Regions from separate parts of the Mus musculus genome. Here region 2 is linked to region 1. A link is a contact called in public Hi-C data. All regions are on one chromosome and are shown on one strand. Each heading gives the region's core, a stretch centred on a gene start, on an enhancer-like site or on the middle of the called end of the contact. The rest is flanking DNA. Distances are from core to core; before and after follow the strand shown. Region 1 has its middle 140 kb from the start of Otor. Region 2 overlaps Pcsk2 (proprotein convertase subtilisin/kexin type 2).

What was found. Hi-C and Micro-C count contacts between places; a contact is called where the count stands out from the background.
Region 2: a contact with region 1 is called in a Hi-C map of cerebral cortex, with 1.8 times the contacts expected there. The contact joins two enhancer-like sites. A contact is called at or near these places in 1 of 484 Hi-C or Micro-C datasets (cerebral cortex), 1 of 115 datasets of contacts at active chromatin or transcription factors (neural progenitor cells) and 1 of 9 other capture datasets (embryonic stem cells).

Annotation. Positions count from the first base shown.
Region 1 is chr2:143,213,537-143,221,180 of GRCm38.p6, forward strand. No RefSeq gene overlaps it. Among named protein-coding and RNA genes, the nearest start is that of Otor, 140 kb to the left of the region's middle. Within about 2 kb of position 4,740, at least 19 of the 459 cell types and tissues checked have an H3K27ac peak or open chromatin away from gene starts, as enhancers often do. A contact at or near this core is called in cerebral cortex, where this site is marked.
Region 2 is chr2:143,691,323-143,698,966 of GRCm38.p6, forward strand. It overlaps Pcsk2 (proprotein convertase subtilisin/kexin type 2), which reads left to right. Exons shown (of 12, transcript NM_008792.4): 5 at 5,335-5,372. Among named protein-coding and RNA genes, the nearest start is that of Pcsk2os2, 94 kb to the right of the region's middle. Within about 2 kb of position 5,094, at least 30 of the 459 cell types and tissues checked have an H3K27ac peak or open chromatin away from gene starts, as enhancers often do. A contact at or near this core is called in cerebral cortex, where this site is marked.

The DNA of each region.
Region 1 (7,644 bases), core at 3,490-5,989:
GACCAGCCAGTTTCTTTCTCTATACTCTAAGTGCAATCAGATCTTAAAACTCACTGCAGCTTTATGTATTAGAGGTTATTGATGAAAGAAATCTCTTACGGCTTGTCCTTCCATTATTTAGACAGACAACAAAACCCCAGTGTCCAAGCAAGCTGAACAGAGCTCGGATACACTTAAGAAAGCCTGTCTTATCATTGCTATGGTGGACTGACTGTGAAGTAGCCAGTGTGAACCACAGCACCAATTTCTGGCTATTGTGCAGAATCTTGATTCCGTGTGTCAGTTCCTAGTCTTCAGCTAAAAAGTCTTCCACTGGGAGAAGTCATCTCTGATTTTTAAGTATAGCAGGCATCAACTCTGTAGCGTGTGAGGTTGAATGTAAGACTGTTAACATTTTAAGGTGTGGATACCACCTATCCAGTGACGCAATGGCAAAGATTTATATATATCTCTGGGAGTCTGAAACCCTTTAGAATTGGGAATCAGTTAGAGAGTTTGAAACACTTTTTCCATGGCTCTTCATCACAGTAAGATAGTATTAGGTTTGCCTCCCAATGAGAAGGAAGCTAAGTCAGGCAACTGGCTGTGGAAGAGATGCTCTTGTACCATATCCTTTTCAGAACACACAGGAGCTTTTGGAAAACATCAAGATTACAAAAACATCGTAGAGAATTTTCTCTTACCCAACATTAAAATTTTCCCAGCATTAAGACTGCATGATTCAGGTACAGTGATGTATGTTACGAAATGACATTGACATGATACATTCAATTCAATTACAGGTTTTATTGGAATTATTCATATTCACTATAAATCTTTCTTTTGGTCCAGGGTCTAAGCAGCATCTCACCTTGCTGTTTGCCACATGGTCTCTTTGGTTTCCCATCTCTGGCAATTGTTCTCTTTCTTTTAAGTCCATAAGAGTCTTTGAAATATGCAGATCTGTTACTGTGTGCAGCCCCCTTTGATTTGGATCTGTTTCATGTTGTTATCAGAATTAGAGTGAGGCTATATGCTTTGAGAGGCTGCATTGTATTTCCCCCCTGCCAAACCCTCATAATGCAGTTCTAACGCACAATCTGATGGTTTGGGGAGGTTGAATATTTTGGAAAGTAAATTTGCAATGAGGTGGAAATCTGAGAATACAGTCAATGCCCTTACAGGAAGAGACATGGGAGCTAGTTTCCTACCTCCTCACTTGTCACCGTGTGAGAACATGGCTAGGAGCTGGCCATCTGTAGGCTAAGCAGGAAGCATGACCCCACCAGTCATCAGATCAACTGCTTCTTGTCCTTGATGTCCCCAGAATGCAGGACTTGGAAAAGGAAATGACTGTGTTTTAATCCCCCCTTTCTATGGCAATCTATAATGACATGACTGCCACAGCAATAACACTCTGCCCTTTCAGCCCATCAGATCAAGGATGCCTGCTTGCAACCCACAGACCCACATCAGGTCTGTGAGGCTTTTCCTTGGGAAGGTGAGTGCCTTCATTGTTGTTGCTACTTTCGTTTGATAACACGTTGGAAGAGAAAGCACTTGTGACCATGCTAATGCCCCATTTCCCATCATAGGCTTGTGCATTAACCTTTGCACCCCATCAAAGTTTCTTGGCTTGCACCAGTGTCACAGTGGTGTCTACCTAATGGTGTCTGATTTCTATTTTTTTCTGCACTTTTCATGCCATGTTTCTGTGAGGGAGGATAAAGTCATCAAATATTTCTTAGCTCTCTGTGCTACAAGAGAAGTGGGTCAGGGGACCAAGCTGCTTTCAGTTCTCCGAGGGGTTGGTGCTGGGCGGGTGATGTCCAGCTGGCTGCAGCTGTGAGGGAGGAGGACATGTGTTCTTCCCGTAGACCCTTGCTGCTGCTCTATTCTAGCTGCTGCTGTTTCTTATTTGGGAACACCTCCCCCTAACTAGCTACTTGCTCTTCAGGCCTCTGCTCTTGCCATCCTTGTTAAAAGACTGTCTCATCTCTCTTCCTTCTCAACAAGAGCCATTTTCCCAAGTCTGCCTTTACTGTGTTTCCTTCTAAGACTCACACAATATGAGTGAAGACCACAGTTATTTTCTCTACATTTCCGAGCTACTATGCAACATCTAGGACAAAGGACCTTTTTAAGAGGGATCTGACAGAGGAAAATGAATATAAAATAGTGTATTTGTTACAAACGCCATTATGTCTATAATTTAAAGGTATCTGGTACAGCATGATTGCTACATTAAAATTCATTCTTTTTTGGGGGGGTTGCATCTGTATGAATCTTGACAAGTGTATGTAGCTTCATTATCCATGGCAATTTGCAATACGTGAAAATTTCTTTATCCCCAAACATCCTTGATAGCTTTCATGGTCCTCTACTCCCACCCTTGGCAGTTATTGGCCTTCTTTCTGAGCCTTTAATTTTGCTGCATCCAGAATATGATGTGAAGGGCACTACAAAATTCACAGCCCTTAGAATTTGATGCCTCTCGTATAACATGATGTTTGAAATTCATCCACACTGCTCTTGCTGTTAACACGTTTGCCCATTTTGTTGTTGAGTCATGTTCTGTTTTATGCACTGACTAGCTTGTCTATCAGTCACTGGGCAATGGATTTTTTTTCCACTTTTGATTACTATAAATAAAGTCATTACTAGCATTTATTCTCTCTCTCTCTCTCTCTCTCTCTCTGCAAAAGAGACATAGGGAGGAGTAAGATAGACGGGAACACTAGAGAGACACACAAATAAAGCGAAAGACAGAGGTTTTCAATTTAATTGAACATGTCCCTGGGAATGGAATCGCCAGCGTTTTGGTGGGCAGTTTAGAAGTTATCCAACAATATGCTCAAGGAGGGAGACCTATTTTGTTCTAACCAGCAGCGTAAAGAGTCGTTCATCCCTATGCTTCCCTATCAATCACTCTACTGATGTTGGTGTCTTTCATGTGACTCCTTGCCATCTCTATACTTCTCTACTGAGTAGTTAACAAAAATTTGCCTATTTCTTATTGGACTGTTTCCCTCTTGTCTAATTTATTGTTTCCCCTGTTATGGCTGGTGCTAACATTTGCTTGCTTTGGTTGAGTAGCCTTTTTCAAGCCTTCCTCAGAATTGAATTTGTTTTCCCTTGGTAGGTTTCAGAAAGCACAAGCTGATTTTCCTTCCCAGAGCCGTATCTCAAACACACCACTTAGTCTTGACTCCATTTCATTTTTATATCTGCTAACTGGGAACAAGTCGTGTTTCTTAGTAATTTTCTGTTGTTGTCTTCCAGTAAAAGTCAAAATAATTGCCCGATGAATGTGAAGATCGTCAAGCTTCCACCATGTTGTTAGTGGTAGCAGGTGGAAGGCAGGAAAACAGTGAAGAGGTTGTAGCAAGAGAGATGGCTAGGCAGAGTGCAGCCGTAGGATCCTCACCAGAAGGAAAACATGAGATGCGTGAGTAGAGAGAATTCAGAGAGGGGCCACTTTCTTACACACACAGACTCCAGATCAGAAAGAGAAACAGATGGGGAGAAGATATAAAAGTGATCAACATTCAACAGATGTAAAATTATGCCCAATTACAGAGAAGGAAAGGAGAGACAAGTCAGGTGTGTTTATTCACTGATGGTGCCATTACTCCCCCCTTTCCCCAATGCTTTTTCCAGACAGGGTTTCTCTGTGTAACCTTGGATGTTCTGGAACTCACTCTGGAGACCTGGCTGGCCTTGAACTCAGTCTGCCTGCCTCTGCTTCTCAAGTGTCGGGATCAAAGGTGTGCCCAGCACTACTTCTTAGGTAAAGTGGCTTTCTTCGAAAGTGCTGCCTGGACTCAGTCCCTCTAGACTCGTGCTTATCAAAAAGTGAGAGAAGCGAAGCCATATGTAGAGCCCAAGGACTATCTTCCAGGAGGTCTTTGCCATGCACTGGGCACCATGTCCAGAGTGGTATGCGACCTGCCTGCTTGGTGTGCACTCTCCTGCTGAGGATGATGTGCAAGGAGACCTGAGCTGACACCTGCTCTGTATGACAGATAGCAAAGGATCCCATATTGCAGTAAAATTGGACACTGTAGTGATGTCTTGACCATGTCAGGATTCTCTGTCTAACCATGGAAAGATTCAGAGAGGAACAGAGATATCAATGCTATAAAGGAGAAACTCTTTAGGGCTTCAAGACAGCCTGCCCCACAATGTATGCTCAAACAGAAATGCCCTTCCTTGGCACTCATCAGGTTTGTGATTGTGGAGCTTCTGACTCTGGCAATAGTTGTAGTTCCCAGGGTGGCCCTCCCACCTCAGCCCTCTGTCACAACCTGCCACTAGGGTCATTTTTCACTACCCAACTTGCAAGCAAATTGTGCATCCTTGTTCAAGTAGGATGGGATAGGATCTTATCAAACAGGACTTACCAGCTGGAACCAGAAAAAAAAATATGTCCATCTGGCCTGGGCAATGTGCCCTCCTGGAAAATTACTGAATAGTGCCAACTTCTGTAAAAATACATTCCTTAAAATGCCAGCAGAAGGCAGAGACTTATGGAGACATGAAGAAATTATGCAGCCTGTGCAAATCCCCATCTATCACCAGCCCTGAGTAATGGGAATAAATGCCCACCCAGCCTCAGTGCCAAGAACATTAATAATTAGTTCATGGGAGCTGTCACTCAGGAATGTCCTGGCGGTGGTTCAGATTCCAGGCATGAGGGGATGTGATGCCAATGCACGGAGCCCACAGAGCAATGAGACATTTTGTTGTGCGTGGGTGGGCTGTCAGAAGCAACCCTCTCTCTACAGAGAGGCAGTGAGAAGTGACGACTTTGGGTCCAGGGATCTTGGCGAGTTAATCTAGCTGCCTTTTTTGTTCTCCCTGCATGCTTTGCAGAACTCTTGGTAGTGAGATCTTCCTCCTGAGGAATAAAGACAGCCAATCAATGCTCATCATAGAACTTTCTTGCCTCTTTCTGAGGCCATTGCCTGCCATGGTTGCTGAAAAGCCTCTTAAGTGACCACTCAAGGTCCTCCTCATGTTCCATCTTACCCCATGGTATGGGCTGGTGTGTCCTCTGAAAATGTATGTGTTCTAACCCCCGTGTTTCAGACTGTGACTGAGTTTGGAAGTAGAGTCTGTAAGGAAGCAAGTGGGTTAAAGTGATAGCAATTAAAGGACATCCGATTTGTATCATCTTAAGAAAAAGATATTTGGACATAGAACAAAGGCTAGACTACATGGGTATAAAAGATAAAAGGCGTCTGCTGTGCCAGCTCAGAAAAGAAGCCAGAGGAAACGAGGCCACGCAATACCTTCTTCTTCGACTTCCAGCTTCCAGAACTGTGATAAGTAAATAACATTGTGTTGTTTAAGCTCCCTTGCCTGTGTTTGTGAGGTTTTATTATGGTGTCCTAGCTGACAGCTGCAAATCTTTTTACTTGCTCCTTAGGCACTGAACTGCCCTTCAGCTGTCTCTCTAATGAACTTTGAAATGTTGACCACAGTAATGAAGTTACTATCAAATATGACCCATGGCTATTATGTCCTGTCCTCATCTGTGTCTTTTTAAATTCACCTCTTGAATTCAGGACTTTTCGCATGTTGAGCCAGTTGTACATTCAGCCTTTCTTCATCCTTCTTCCTGATTTCCATGTTTTTGTTTTTGTTTTTGGTTTTTTTTGTATTTTCACTTTTATGGAGAGTGTTTCACCAAGGTACCAGGCTGACCTAAAACTCACAATTCTCAGTCTTCCTTGCACCTAATCTCCCATTTTGGATTCCCACTTTCTGATCCCTTTACCCATGTTCTTCCCCTAATAACTGTTCCTCAAGTCAAATGCAGGTCCTCTTCTCCATAAGGCCTTCCTTATTTCCCAGGCTGATGGTCCATTGTCATTGAGCTTACGGAGGATAACATCTGACTTGCTTTTGTATTGTCTGTTGCTTCTGGAGTACTGCTTTGTACATTACAAGCCCATATCTGTTATGTAACTAAGAGAAAAACAGAGAATGGGGCTGTAGGAGGGAGTATATGATGCCCTGCCTGGGAATGTGTATGTTTGAAGAGCTGACATGGGATAATAATGTTAACCAGGCTTCTGTGATCAAACCAATGTGGGTACAGCACACACCCTCTTCCTGTACACCTCTTACTTTCCTGTCTCTTGTCTTTCCCCATAGGAGAACCATTTCTACCTCCATTATGGAATTTCTGGGTAGATGAGTGAGAGGCACATGTGCAAAGCATATGCCCTTGCTTTGCTTTGTCTAGAAAAATAAAGTTCCAACAGGTAAGAATCAGAGGCCACGGGCTGGGCCTCCCATCTCTGCGGGAAGCTCTCACTACCCAAGGAGTCCACAAAGAATCCTGTGGTACATTTGGATGAAAAACAATGGTTTCCCCTCTCCCTTAATCATAAATACGAAGAAGCAAGATGAAGAGTGGTGATTCTCGGGCATTCAAGTCATCAAGTCTAATAAGGGAACTCTACATCTTATTTAAATGCTTCATAATGGATGACCATATTATAATCTAGACTAGGTTAGGCCAGTCCTTGGCTGGAATAGCACAAGTCTGAGGACACAACACAGAGGGAGGTGATTCATTTCTACAGAAGCAGGATAAGCTCTTACTGCTCTTGTACCTAAGGAGCACTTCTCCCCTTCAGATACTCTCACCATAGGTAGATCCGGACAAACAGGTGGAGAGCTGCAAACCAGAAAGTGGGTAGTAACAAGGACAGTTGCTCATTGTTTTAGTGGATTCTGTATTTGCAAATTCACCTATTTGCTAAAATACACTTGAAAACCACAAACTAATGTTTATGGCCTACACTCACACACACATACCACATGGTTTCAGTCACACAACAACATTACCTTTCCCAGCACAGTGAGCAGAGTTGGTCTTTCTGGCTCCAGTCTTGGGCTGCTCATGTGTCCTTTTCATGGGTTATGTAGTGTCTCATTTCCTACTTTCTTTGCTTTTTGTTGTGATGTATGTTTACATCCCTTTCATAGAGCTGGAGTGATTTCTCATATTACCGATACTAGTGAAAAGGTTGTATGTGTCTTATGCAGAAATCATACGTATTAGGGAAATTCCATTCATGAGTTAAGTCATATAGTGCAACTGACTGGAGTTCAATGCAAATGAGTTAATATCACATAAGCTTTGACTTTGTATCACATAAGCTGTTATATACATCTATCTATCTATCTGTCTGTCTGTCTGTCTGTCTGTCTGTCTATTTGTCAAGGCTGGTACAAAGGTTTGATTGGAGAGGCTTCTAGGAACATAATCCTGAATTTTCCCTAACAGCAATGGTTCAGTATCAGCCGATTCATCATTCTCAGTGACTTTATTCAGTAATGATGTGACTGGACAGACAGAATCTGGTATACAATACAGTTCAAGTTTAGAAGTGGTGAGACTGGAGAGATGCAGGCAAGGGAGGGTCTTAAACAGCAGGACTGGTCATTATCTTGCTGAACAAGTGTCAGTAGCCAAGTAAAATAACTAGATTTTCCCCTTTACACTCTAATGCCCTTAAGAAGAATGGGTTTAAGGTGAGCTTTGGCAAGGTGAGGATGCAGTAAAACAATTCTCCAGAGATGGGACCAGCCACTCTGTGTGCTTTCAGACACACATCTGCTTTCTGAAATAAGATTCCGTATACCTCA
Region 2 (7,644 bases), core at 3,844-6,343, 480 kb after region 1:
ACTAAAAGCAAGCCTTTGAAGCAGAGTTGATAGAGAAAACAAGGCAAAGCAGGATGCTCTGAACCTGCTCTGTCTCTGTGGGAGCTCATTAAACAATGCACGGCACTGCCTCCATAAGCATCTGATGTGTGAGATGTTTTGAAGTGGATGTTAAAAGCCTTCTCTCGTCCTGAGAGCTTTCCCTAGAAGAAAGAACTATGTGGGCAGATGTCAGAGCTTATGAATATAGTTTTTCCTTCTGAACACTTTGGCTTAGACTACTTTTCAGAGCAGCTGAGGCCAGCCCATCCAGAAAAAGACACATCTAATTTTGAAGAAACCACCTAGGGTATTCTGTGAAAACTAATGAAACAGCTCATTGGAAGTCCTGCACTGTAAATAGAGAAGCAAATGCGGCACAGCAGTGACAACCTCTCTGATCAACCAACACCAGCCTGACCAAGCCCCAACAGTACTATAGGTGCCAGTTTCAGCTTCTGTCCATAACCTCCTTGAATGACACTCAAGCCATTCCTTCCAAAGATGGCCAATGAGAAGGTGCCTCACTCTGCCCCAGAATAAGAGGCAAAACTCTTTAGTAAGTCCCAGAAGGATTTCCTGTTTGATCTTAGTTTTGTAGGTTAGTGGTCATTGGGATCCTTATAAGCTGAATTCACTGTCCCTCAATTAAAATTCCTAATTTCTCTACTGTTTTGGTCACTTCTGCTACAGAACAAACCACCTAGAATAACCTTTTTTTTTAGTTACTGTGTCTTATAATTCTGTGAGATGATGGACTCTACTGGAAAGTTCTGCTGGTGTCTCTAAAGAAAGAAAAGAATATGTTCAGTCAGGGAAGGAGGCTCAGTCAATAAAGCTTTTGTACAAGTATAAGGACCTGAGTCCCCATCCCTAGCACACTTGTGAAAGCTGAGTGCAGCAGTGCACACCTGTACCCCAGCACTGAGGATCAAGGTCAGGCTGCAGAGACTGGCAGATCCCTGGAGCTCACTGGGAGGTCAGCCTCACTGAATCAGTGAGGGCAGGAACAGTGAGAGGTCTTGCCTCAGAGAACAAGGCAGAGAGCAACTGAGGAAGACATCTGATATCTCCCTCTGCCCTCTACATGCATAAGGACACATGTGCAACACACACACACACCAGAACATGTGTCAATATATTCTACTTTAAGAGATAATCAAGCATACAAGAACATTAAAACATAATCTATCAGGCTATTACTTCCATTTAGATCATTCTTTCATTGGTAGGAAAATGTCTTTCATCCTTTACAATTCTATCAACAATATTTTCTTTCTCAACCCCAAGTCTGTAACCATTCTACCAACATTTTCTCTTAACCTTACTAAAGATTCTTTCTTATAATTATAATAAATATATTTTACTAAAATATTATTTCCTCTGGTCTCATATTAACTCCTTACACTCATATTTCCTTTCACAGAGAAGAGATTACCAATGCTTCTCTTAAACAAAAAGTATTTTCAGAACATGGAATCATGTTTTTACTTCTGTCTCAGAGGGGAGACAGTGGATCATGACAGGGGACACATGACAGCAGGAGGAAGAGGCTCACCTGGCAGTCAGGAAGGTGACTGATCACATTTCATCACCATGCAAGAAGCTGAGAGAGAGAATAGGAAGTGGGACTATAATATGAGTGTCAAAGTTCATCTTTACTTATGTACTTCCTCCAGTGAGGCCCCACCCCCTAAGGTTCCACAACCTCCCCAAATACCAGCACCAGCTGGAGATCAAGCGTTTATGTGTATGAGCCTGTGGGGGTAATTTTATATTCAAACCACAAGTTCCTACCTGGTCCCACAGTCTTGAGGCCATTTCATAATACAAAATGCATTTAGTCCAATTTCAATAGTCCTATAGTCTTTAAAATAGCAACACTGTTCAAATGCCCAAAGTCTTTCTAAGACTCAAGGTAAACCCTTACTGTAAACTGTAAAACCAAAAGATAAAATATATACTTCTGATATATAAAATATACACACCCAATCCAAAAAGGAGGAATGGGGACACAGTGAGGAAAGATTGAGCAAAATCTAGACTGAAACCAGCAAGATAAATACCAAAACCTGTAGCTCTGGATCTGGCATCTGGGACCTCAGTTTCAAAGAGCTTGGGCAACTCCACCCTTTCAACTCTGCTGCCTGACATCTCTCTCTCCTTCAGGCTTGTACTACTCCCTATGTGCAGCCCTCCATAGCAGGTATCTCTAACATCTTTGAATCTTCATCTCAACCCAGGCTTCAACTTCACAGCTTTGCAGAATAGCCTCTCAGGACTTCTCAGGACCTCACAGGGACTCCAAGCCTCCAAGAACAACACACATTACCTAGCCACAGTTGCTCCCTGAAACCACAGAGTGAAAGTCGTGCCCCTACCCACCCAGTAAAGAACATTGCCAGGGTCTGCTACCAACCTGGGGTGGAGCCTTTTTCTCTGAACCACAGTTGTATCACTTGCATCTGCTCACTGATACTGATAAAAAAAAAAAATCCCCCTAGGTATTTGCTTTCTAGAACCAGGAAACCTCGGAATCTTTCTCCTTTCATAAGGAAGATCTTGCCTTTAGGGAAACTTTCCTGAATTTTTGGTGTAGAGCAGGAAGCTTTGTAAAGGCAGGAAGCCCTTTAAAGGTAGTATCCTTTTCAACATATGCCTTAGCGACAACCTTAATCTTCCTGATGCTCTCTTCCTTCCCGTTGTGCACACTTTATCAGGAAGAATTATTGCATAGAATGTTATTCTGCCTTGAAGTTTCCTCCACTGGAGAAATTAGCCTATTCCTTTTTAATTCAGCTTCATGCAAGTTCTCAGGACACAGGCAGAATGCAGTCAGATTCTTTGATGAAATATCACGCGAATGGCCTCTAACCCAGTTGCTAATAAAATCCTCAAACTTCATAAGCTGGGTGTCTAGTGTTCATTGCACTCTCCGACCTTCTGTCTTCCAAGGCCCTAAAAGAATGGCCCATTACGTTCTGCCCTCAGCACTTAAAGCTTTTCTAGCTAAAGTTCCAAAATCTTCAAGTCTCTTCAAGAAAAAAAAAAAGCATGAACAGGTTTATCACAGCAACAAAACCACTTCTCTGAAGCCAATTTTTTTTAATAGTTAATTTTCTGCTGCTCTAATAAAATACACAAAAAGCAAGTTAGTTAAAGGGGTTTTATTTTAGTTTACAGTTCCAGAGGAAATTCAGTCCTCTGCGAAGGCATGGAGGAGTGTGAGGCCAGCCTGGCAGTCAGAAAACAGACTGATCATATCTTCCCTCGCACAGAAGGCAGAGATAAATAACGGGAAATGGGGCTGTAATATAAAACCTCAAAGGACATCTTCAGTGACATACTTCGTCCAGTGACACTCCACCTCCTGAGGGTTCCATAACGCTCTCAAGCAGTGCCACCAGCTGAGAAATCAGCATTCACATATAAGCCTGGAGGGAACACGTTATATTCACAATAATGCCGTTCTAATGATGATGATGGTAGGAATCCATTAGCATGTTTGCTGCTAGCCAAGCACTTCCATGGATTGTTTTCAATCTGTGAAAGATCTTTCCAAGGTAAACCTTAGCCCCATTTCAAAGATGACAAAGTCAAAACTGGGAGCTATTGAGTCACTTGATAAAATCCACATCAGTGTCACTGTGTCTGGCACTAGACTAGAACTGGATCTGTTGGTCTCTGCAGATCACTTTTCTCCCTCAGATCTTTGTCAGGAGAGTAGGGAGAGAAAGCATCATGTCCATGAGTGACAGGTGACTAGCTGTACTCCCACATCGTTGTTCAGTAACTCTCAGCCCACAAATTATAAGTGAGACCAGGGAAAAAAGAGAAAATTTACTTTTAGAATATGTGCATTCTAACTCAAGAGGTTTTATTTGTTTTGATTTGATCTTGGTTTTGGTTGGTTGGTTGGTTGGTTGTTTTGGTTGGATGGTTGGTTGGTTTTGGGGTTAGGTTGTTTTGGGGGGATTTGGCTGATTGGTTTTTACTTGTTTGAGGGTTTTTTGGTTGGTTGGTTGTTTTTTGTTGGGTTTTTTTTTTTTTTTTTTTGGTTTTTGGTTTTTGGTTTTTGGTTTTGTTTGTTTTTGCTTTTTGCTTTTTTGTTCTCTACTACAAAGCCTTAGGATAGCCCTATGTAAGATGGCTGGCACAGCCCCTGTAATAGTGGCACAGCCTTACTAGGTATAACACAAAGATGACAGCAGGCGGTACTTAACGATAATTCTAGCTTATAAGTCTAGCATCCCAGGATAGTAATAAAATGCATCGACTGCTAGACTAAACATACCACATACATGAGCCTCTTTGAGGCATGCCCTTTTCTCATCTCCAATTGTTCAAGAAGTAAATAAGCACAGAGAGGTCAAGCAACCAGCCTAACGCCATACTGCTCATTATCATAGTGGTTGGGAGTCAAACTCTGCTCTTTGGCTCCAAATACCTTCATTTATGACCCTGTTGCGGGGTCCTGTTCCATTGCTCCATATAAGCACAATACAGCGTATGCTAAGATACAATAGCACAGCAGGGCTGGTTAAGAACCTTTCAGTTACCCCTCGTGTTCTACAGTGATTTCTGAGGTCAAAATCAAATTTTCAGATGGAACTCAGAAGCATAAATAAACCGTAATTCTACCCGAGCAATGACTCCTGAGCACAGGATAGGCTTTGGCTCAAGAACAAAACACAGAACTCCAGCCAAGGGAATTGAAGCCTCTGGCTTTCCAGAAAGGCACGTTCTGGAGAGACAAGCATCAGCTCCCAGCTGGCAACACCTCACTAGAAACCGCTAGCTTTCTCCTAATGGCTTTTCTTGCCTAGCAGTGCGCCTCTTATTTCCATGCTGGAGTGTGCTCTCCTAATCCGTGGTTCTCCGTGCCCTGTTAAATAATCATCGCTTTTCCTCCCCGGGGCCAGGTTCATTTCAGAGGAGATGCGTTAGAAATGTCAGGATTTCTACAAATCTCTTTTACATCGCTGCAGCGATGAGCCATCCATCTCACAGTCACTAAGCCCCTTACTGCTGACATTTATCCGGAAACATTATCCGTGGGCCCGGAGCTCTAATTGGCTTCACTGCTCTGCAGTACGTCTGGGGGCAGCTGTCTGTCTCTCCACCAAGGAAGTGATGCAGCCCTCCTCCACACAGAAAGGCAAAGCAAGGCAAGGCAGAGGGTTCAGGGTAAGCACTGCCCCCCTCTCCCACAAGTCTCCGCCATCATTCCTGCAGGAAGCAGCTATTCCTGGGCAGCTTTGAAGATACAGTGGCAGGCGCTGATTAACCTTCCACTCCTGTGTTATCTCTTCACAGGAATTGACTATCTCCACCCAGACCTGGCCTACAACTACGTAAGTACAAGTTGATTTTAAGGTGTGAGGAATGTGTATTTTCAACTAACCTGCCGCATCTGATTACTGAGTGTTCTAGTACATGCAATAAATGCATGTGCATGCGAAGATCATGCATGCCCAAATGCAGGAACAGTGCCCCCCACCTCCCTCTCACACACACACTCACTCACATACGCATCTGTGTGTGCTACTCAGATGTTCACGTGCACACAGGAAAACAACCACGTACTCAACCACTTGTGCGCTTGTACACACTGAATCAGCCCATCTTGTTAGAGCCACTATTCAGATATGGGAGCTGGCCACATGCCAAATGGATGGCTTTTTGAGAAGGATAATAAGCTGAAGTTTGGAGGAACAGACTACCAAGAAAGTAGACAGAGAGAAGGGCAGAGAGGAGAGCGGCGTGGTAATGCCAGTGGCAATCCTCAAGTGAAAGGGATAATCAAGCTATCTGGATACACTCTCTGCTTTTGCACCCCAGCAAGTCATCCATACGATGGTTTCCTGATAAACTTACAAACTCTCTAAACATAGCCAATCCCTTTATTCCAATTTCAGGAGGTATGCTATGCAAGCCTTGGTGTGGTCATTTAAAGTTGCCCCAGCTGGGTTATACTTCCCCCATAAGCTTGAACTCTAAGTTAAAAAGCGTGATCTTAGTGACTGAGGATTCCATTTAAAACAAAGGCTTAAGTAAAAAGGACAGTTAATAAGCAATGCTCTTGACAAGTCAGTCCTCTGGGTGCTTTGCCCTAGATGTGTCTGTCTATACTGTATAAAAGTCAAGGGGCTGCCTTGTGTTTTGTGCACTGGGTATCAGGAAATAGGATAATAAAGTTTCTGTTTATGTGTGTGTGTGTATTAGATATATAATATATTATTATATACTAATTATATTATGCTATTATATAATGTTATAATTATATTAGATACTAATATATATTTCCTAATACTAATATATGTCTATATTACACATTATATATCATATGTTATTATAGACTTGTATATTGTATTTATATTATACATATATTAGTATTAAAGAAGAAATAGTAGAAAAGATATATATACATATACACATATATGTATGTGTATATGTATATATATATATATACGTATAAAATAAATCATGGATCATCCAAAAGATGTGTGTGTGTGTGTGTGTGTGTGTGTATAAAATGCATCATGGATCATCCAGTCACTGTGGCCTCCAAGGAAAATGACAGAAAAATAAACCAAAGCTTTATTGCAGATGATAATAACTCATAGCTGTGGAGAAGACCATGATGGGCTTCCTGCACATAACAGTCTACACCACTGGTCCTGTGGGTCATATCTAGGGAACCCTTCTCTAGCCTGTCCCTGAAGCCACCTGCCCCAGTGCCCGCTCCCATGTCTCTAGCTTTTCATTTCCTTTCTTGAAATGGCCTGGACTCCTCACCTTGGACAACTCTTCGCTGTGTCTCTTTTCTGTGTCCTCCATAAACACAGTGCCCTGAGATATCACTGATGGGGAGCCTGAAAAGAGCACATGGTTTGTTTTCTACTGTGTTCTGGTATCCCTGGGCCTTCCCTCTTGGAAGTATGTTTCTCTCAGGGATGCTGTCCTGAAGCCTAGGAGAACTGCCTACACTGGTACTTCCCATAATTTTCTTCAGCCCCAGGTCCCCCAGTATGTCAGAAGTAGCCATATAGGACTATCACTGCCTTGTCTCCTGGAGGACCTCAAGGTGGGTGTGTCCCTCTTGTCTGAAAGACTAATGACACCTACCCTTCTTACTGTGTACAGATTTTAGCTCCACAAAAGCCTAGACCACAAAAGCAATTCTCAACCTTTAGGTCACAACCCCTTCAGCAAAAACCTTTATCTCCAAAAATATTTATATTATGATTCATAATAGTAGCAAGATTACAGTTTTAAAGTAGCAACAAAAAAAATTTTATGGTTGGGGATCACACCACAACACGAGGAACTGTATTAAAGGGCCATAGTGTTAGGAAGGTTGAGAGCCATGGCAAACCCACAGCTGAATCTGGAGAGTGCTAGCTGTGCTCAGACCAGCAATGTCAGACGCATCTGGAGACCCCATGGCTTGTGAGCGTTAAGCTTTTTCCCATTTATTCCTTTTCCAGAGATATGGATAAAGGCATGACCTATTTAGAAAGGCATAAAACAGATTCAAAACCAGCCATAACACCATCAACATGACTATCTGGGGTTTTGACTCTATGTATGCTTTTTTTCATAAAACTGGATTCTGAGCACACA